2 separate regions of the Anser cygnoides genome follow, and region 1 is linked to region 2. The links are chromatin contacts, called in public Hi-C maps. All regions are on one chromosome and are shown on one strand. Each heading gives the region's core, a stretch centred on a gene start, on an enhancer-like site or on the middle of the called end of the contact. The rest is flanking DNA. Distances are from core to core; before and after follow the strand shown. Region 1 holds the start of NDUFAF6 (NADH:ubiquinone oxidoreductase complex assembly factor 6). Region 2 holds the start of FSBP (fibrinogen silencer binding protein).

Region 1 (3,315 bases), core at 649-3,148, 330 kb before region 2:
CCAAGAAAACGTATCTGCTACAGAAAAATATTTTTAATCAAACAGCTTAAAGCCAGTTTTAAAAGACCTATTTGAACAGCAGCTTCAATTAAATGATGCCAAAAGGATAACCACTTTTAACTTCACTACTGTAAATGCTCATGTATTTTTATAAGTAGTCTTTTTTATGTTTTAATATAACATTAAAACAACAAAAATGTCTAATGAAAATAACAAAAGATGCCAACCTTCTGTGACTTGGGACCTAGCTATTCTGTTCACAGTTGTTTGCTAACAAAAATATTTTAACTGTATATATTGCTTGTACACAGAGCCTTTGATCTCCTGAGTAACAGGTAAGCCCTGGGTAGAGCAACCACGAAAACACAGCCACAGTCTCTAATTTTATCAACTAAACCACAAACTGGCTATGCATTCTGATGCACCCGAAAAGATCTGCAGCTTGCTGCTTCGCTGAAAACTTAAGGTGGTCACATTTCTCTGCATTAGCTGTCCCACTTCAACCACTACTGCTGACCACATGTGACTTTGTGTCTTTTACAGCTGTCGGTTTGGAGACGACTATCCTGCTCCACTCCTTCCATACACACTTCGAAGCCTTCTCTCTGCTTTCATCAACAACAGCATCCAAATAGAAAGCAGGAGTCTTTACACAGCAGATGGGTTTCTTCCTCTAACCCTGTACCTTTGAACTCCTGGGGACTAGGAAACAAGCAGAGGGCGTTGCACATCGCTTGCAGCTCCAGAAGCAAAGCAGGACGCGTCCCCTGACCTGAAAGCCTCCGGCCTGTGCTCCTGCTCCTTGGGCTTTGACCAAAGGCAGATGCTTTTGAAAAGATGTTTTTGCATCCTCCCCCTCCTGCTTTAAGGTCAGGACAGCTACTTCAGGTCTGTCCAGCTGGGGGATTTCCTCTGCTCGTTTTTCCAAGGAGTCCTTGGAAAGTTTGACTATTTCCCAGTAACCAAGACCTGAAAGCACTGATTATTTTTAAATGCCCGTTTCGATGATCTTTCACTGCATAATCTGAAACAATCAAATGGAAACGTCCAATGCTTCTGAAGAAAAGCAGCTGTGAAAGAAGGAAGAAAAAAAAAAAAAACACTGTTTACAGATTAAATCAGCCTTGCAGTTCCAATATTTATCCAGCAGTTTCCACCGCAGGTTTTTATTTGCGGTCCCGATATTACTCGAGGAGAAAAGACCACAACAGGAGCAGGGCCCTGGCACTCCGCGGGGCATCTCAGGACCTCGCACGTCCCCCGAAAAGGGGAGGTCGGTGTCCCCACAACGAAAGGAGCCGGCCCACATTAAGATTTCCTCAGGCCCATCCCCGGGCCGGATTACCCTCACTGACCGGGCCGGGCTCCCCCTCACCGCCCGGCCCCGTCCCCGGCTCTCCCCACCCCCGAGGCGGGCTGGGCGGGCGGCGGAGCCCGGCCTCCCCCCCGAGCACTCACCGCAGCAGCTCGGCGCAGTACTGCACCTCTCCCCCGGGCTCCGGCCGGCTCCAGCCCGCCGCCACGGCCGCCCTGCCTTCCCTCAGCCACGGCTGCCCGCCGCGGGCCCCCGCCGCCCTCACCAGGCGGTGGCACGGCGCTGGACGAAGCCCTCCCGCGGCCATGGCGGCGGCCGCCATTTTGCCGCTCCGCCCCTCCTGTCGCTCACCCCGGCCCGCGCAGCCGAGGGGGACGGCCCCTTCCTCACCCCCTCGACGGGGAGGGTTGGGAGCGTGTCCTCTGTAAAGTGGCGGCTCCTCGGTGGTTTGGCCGCTTTTCCCCACACGATTCCCGCAGCGGGGGTCCCGCGCCCTCTTGGCTCGGCGGAGGGTGGGAGGACGCTGGGACAGGACCCTGAGGTAGCCTCAGGCGGAGATCGGCTCCGTAAAGTGCCGAAGGGTCGCAGAAGGGCCCGGTGTAAAAGTTTAAGGGAGAAGGTACCGGTAGATGGCACCCAAGAATGCGTTATTTCTGTCCGGGGTTTTTGGCCGTGCAGCCTTTTGTTGTCCTGCAAATGGCTTCCTCGGCGCCGCCCTGGCCTCAGTTTACCCCGGCTCCCGGGGCGGTCGCCGCTGGCATGGGCTTGAGCTGAATTCCCCTCAAAAGAAATTCCGGAAAACCCGGCACTCACGTGTTCAAACCCCACAAATCTGAGGAATCTGAATGATAAAAATATCCCGTTGGAGCAGTCCCAAGCTGTGACAGGCTGGGCACAGCAGTATTCGTACACAGAACATGTTCGGGCAAGAGAGCCAGCACACCACAACACAGCGGTGGCACATGAACACGGGGACAAGGGAGACCTGACACACTAGGTTAGAGCTGCCATCCCTAAAAGACACCTTAAAAGCTTCCAGGTGCAGGCTGTGGGACACTGCTGGGACCTTGTGCTGGATATGGTCCCTCTGCAGAGCTGACTCACATCACAACACGGTCATTTTAGTCTTGTAGTCACAGGCAGAGCAGTCATGTCCCTTCAAAGTTTGGCCTATCTGAGGATAAACTAACAAATTAACAAAAGTACCAACAAGCTTAAGAGCTGTTTCATCTTAAAACCATGCCAACCCAAACTGTGGGTAGTTATTAGTAGAAGTAGCAACAGACCAGCTTTCCATCCCCAGCCTTGCCATCCTCCTCCCAAGTGCCAGCTTTTCCTTCATTTAATACTACATGGAGCTGATTCAGGGGATTAAAACAGCAGAACATTCACTGCTCTCTCTTTGTTTTCTTGAGGAAGTTTTCTACCAGTTTGCTGCTCTGAATCAGTTCACTACGTGGTCAGGTGAGAATACATGCCAGCACAGGGAATTGGCACGATCAGGAGACTATGAGCTGGAAAGTGAGTAGGATCTCCCTGATCTGGGGCACTAATATGCATGTTCATTTGCTTAGCTGAAAATTATTGAAGCCACACAGTAAATATGGGGGAGGTTTTGAGTGGGCAGTGACATTCAAGTTACAAGACATCTGTTTGGAAATGAGAGCAAGCCTTTATTTTGTGTGATGACAAGACAACAAAGGGAAGAGGAGGAGAGGAAGGCTGGGAACATCATTCCAGCATTATTTGGTTTATCGATTAGTGGCTCTTGTGGGTTTATCCTGAGTCTTTCTTCGTCCCTTTCCCTCAGTTCTTTCCCTCGTCTCTGAAGTTCTCTTTGTCTTGAAACTCTGGACCTTGTTTTAAACCCTTGCTATGCCTTGAGCAGGATTTATTGTTTGTCAGGGCACCCAAAGGAGGTCATTTAGCTTTGGTAGATTTCTGGGTGGAGGCTGAAACTGCTGTTGTTTAAGTTTTCAGAGAGAACCCCTAGATAAATG
Region 2 (3,466 bases), core at 5-2,504:
CAGGGCTAGGGGATGGCTGGACATGCATCTGGGCTCCTCACACCCCATTTCCCTGTGCCTGTTCCTTCCCAAAGCACTTTCATCCGCTCCTTTACTTGCCCTTGTTCCCTCCTTGAAATACCCCGTCCTAAGCCTTGTCCAATCCCAAAATACACTTGCTGGCATCTCGTAATGACTGCCATACCCCGGTGGGCTGCAAAGTGAGCGGGGGGGCCTCACCCGTCGACTCTCCTGTCACGGTCCCACTCCTGGGCTGTGGGGCCGCTCGTGTTTCTGTTGGAGCAGCCATGTCGAGGGCCCCCCTTCTTTCCTTGGGGTTATTGGGGTTCCTCCTCCTGGTGATGTTCACCTGCTCTGTGTTTGTGGGGAGGAGCCTTTACTCACACAGCCTAGCCCTGAGTTTTGTCACTAAAAGTCAAGAGACTGGGGCCTGCACAGCTCCTTAAACATCCGAGGGCACAAGGTGGGCTTTTCTGTGGCTCCTCGATTCCTATACTCCCAGAAGCCTAAAATACATTAGGCATATTCCTTTTTTTTTTTTTAACCACTGGTACACCACTCTTTAGTAATATTAAGAGCAAAGTGTGGGGAAATAGGGAAGGATTAGGTGTTTAAAAGTAATGGTTTTCACGCGGTGTTTCTAACCACAGAAGTATTTTGTTTCTCAAAGTCTCCCGAAATGGGCTTCAGACTATAAAATGCTTTATTTAATCCTGGCTTGAAAGCAATTCCAGCAAAGTGGACCAGTCACAATTTTGTTAGGTGGCGTGGGCAAGCCAAGCCTCGGGAAGTTGTTCCAAACACGCTTGTTATTGTAAACGCTGGCTGATTTTTAGCAGTGAAAGTCTCCTTTCGTTTAGTTTCAGGCTTTTTGTTTTGATTGCGGCTTGCGTCTGCTTGGGGATTTTTCCCCTTTGAGCAAGCAAGTTTATACCTAGATCTTTATTGCCTGCAGATAGATATTTCAAGCTATAATTAGATTTCTCTTGCCCTTACCCCCCCCTTCTAGGCTCCCTTTTTTTCAAGGCTGAACATGTTAAGCTTGAGAAGCTGTTGCCACCATCTCAAATTGTGTTTGTTTCCACCCTTTGGACTCTTGCAGTGACATACGCGATTTTTTCAAACTTAGTTGTTGCTTCTTGTATTTATGGGCGCCTTCCCTTTCATCTGCAGGTTCCTCCGCTTTGTTAATCGAGTTTAGACCGGAGAAATTTCAAACCTCGCCTGCGTTTTTGTGTTAAGGCTTGGCTCAAGGTGATGCATTTTGGAGCAAACAGCGGAGATGCACCAACGCAGCACGCACATCTTGCTCCTAAAAGTCAGGTTTTCACCCAGAAGGAATGCCTGGAAGTATTATCACGCAAGTAGCATGTTTCCCGGTGGTTGTTAGGAAAACCCCAGCTTCCACTCGTGATGGCAGACCCAGTAATTTGGGATTGAGCCGTAACCTTTCTCGCAGGCATCCCGAGAGGCAGGTCAGGCCGTTTCGCAGCCACCACGGGCTGCACGGCGATGCCACACGCCCCGAGAGGCAGGCATGTTCCAGCAGGGCACAGCTGCAGGCTGCAGCCACGAGAAAAAGCCGGATAAAAAGCCGATTCAGCTCTCACGCCGCCGCGTTTGTTTGTTTTTTTTTTTTCCACCAGGATTTTTTTTTTTGTCGCTTTCTCCGCCGTCAAACGCCGGGCCGCGAATAGCGGCTGCCTCTTTAAGAAGCCTCTGTGTAGGTAGCAGGAGCAGGCTGCAAAATGCAGGAGAAGCTTAGCTTTGCTGGAAGGCCGAGTGTAACCTAACCAGCTGGAGGATATGCAATAGCTGATTGACAGCAGGACTAGCATTATGCAAATACCGCCGGAGAGCGCGGCGGCCGACCGGGGGCTCTCTGAGGGAGCTCCCTACACACGCCGCGCTTATCTGGCTGGAGCTTTCCGCCTCGCCTCCCGCTCGGTGTAACAGTCAATAAATCGCCCCCCAAAAACAATTGTTGCTTTTTTTTTTTCTTTTTTTTTTTTCCCTCCCTTTTTTCGGCCGCCCGTTGCGTGCGAAATCCCGAGTGCGGTTTCAGTTTGCGATATGTGCGAGAGAGCTAGGGATATGTGTCAGAGCTTGTTACTCCGGCTAAATTAGGTAATTTTTAGCTGGGTAACGTGCTAATCTTTAAACCTTTATGTCTTTAAATCCTGCGTGTGTCTGGTCTCTTCATACAAAAGTGTATTTTGCTTGTTTCTTCTCGTCTTCTTCAGTCTGAAGCCTTATGTAGGTCAGGCTTGGCTTAAGCAGATTTCCTGAACCTGCGTCAGCTTAAGCTGAAGGAATTTTAATAAACCCTCCCTTGTAGGCGTGGGCCTAAATGAGACTAGCCTAGTTAAGCCTGATCTTTTTCTGTTTGTGAAAAAGAGCCGAGCAGAGCTAGGGACTGCATGGTGGCTTCAGGAACAGCTTCCTTAATTCCGAGCTAACAATGGTCGGGAAGGCCAGATCTTCTAATTTCACCTTATCTGAAAAGCTCGATTTGCTAAAACTCGTGAAGCCGTACGTTAAAATTCTCGAAGAACACACCAATAAGCATTCAGTCATAGTGGAAAAAAACAAATGCTGGGATATCATAGCTGATAACTACAATGCCATCGGAGTAGATCGCCCGCCTCGTACCGCACAGGGCCTGCGCACGCTGTACAAGAGGCTCAAAGAATATGCCAAACAGGAGCTATTGCAGCAAAAGGAGACGCACTCCGATTGTAAAAGCAGCATTTCCGAGCCAACCAAGAAAGTTGTGGAGATGATTCCACAGATTTCCAATGTGTGTTTAAGAGACAGGAGCGGTGTACAAAGGTGAGAGAATTTTTTTTTTTTCATTTTGTTTCTGAATGAAAATTATGGCGCCTCCTATCTGCTCTGTGACGCGTTTCTCGTGTTCAGTGTCCTAAAGAAAACGTTCGTAAGAGAAAAATCCCCAAATTGGGAACAATGACTAAATAATATTGCTTTTGTTTTATGGGAAGCTTGATGGTGACTTAGCACTGCATTCATTTTTCAGCTCTTTCAAAGCCTGTTTCAGTCTTTGTCATACTCTGGAAAGTGAGGGTTAAGGGAGAATCAAAGAGAAATAGTAGCTCCAACCTCTACCCCTCCCCTACCTTTTAATAGGCAGATTATTCAAACATTGGCAAAGTGATGGCTATTCTCCTCCATTTAAGGTAATACTGCAGTCATTTTGCAACATATGGAACTCTTAGCAGTTTATATAAGATTTTTAATAAAGTTACTTCACAGAGCTAAGGAACCTTGTTCCTGGAGCTTTCTTCTCTCATTTGCTCTGCTGTTTGCATATTATGTTTTAACTGATCCCAACCCTTTAAAAAAATCGACTGCCTGCACCACAGTGCCTTTGTGAGTGCAAGTGTGTTTTTTTAAATACTTTTATTGCATTGACAGTGATTTTCTGAAACTGGAGCAAAGCTAATTG

What was found. A called contact is a pair of places that touch in the nucleus more often than the background predicts.
Region 1: a Hi-C map of liver shows a contact between it and region 2, with 2.1 times the contacts expected there. The contact joins the promoter of NDUFAF6 here to the promoter of FSBP in region 2. A contact is called at or near these places in 2 of 7 Hi-C or Micro-C datasets (both in liver).

What each region holds. Positions count from the first base shown.
Region 1 is chr2:139,299,948-139,303,262 of Taihu_goose_T2T_genome, reverse strand. It overlaps NDUFAF6 (NADH:ubiquinone oxidoreductase complex assembly factor 6), which reads right to left and starts at 1,898. Exons shown (of 9, transcript XM_066990608.1): 1 at 1,706-1,898.
Region 2 is chr2:138,968,343-138,971,808 of Taihu_goose_T2T_genome, reverse strand. It overlaps FSBP (fibrinogen silencer binding protein), which reads left to right and starts at 1,254. Exons shown (of 2, transcript XM_013172352.3): 1 at 1,254-2,832. The coding sequence starts at 2,462. All of the region lies in intron 3 of RAD54B (RAD54 homolog B), which reads left to right.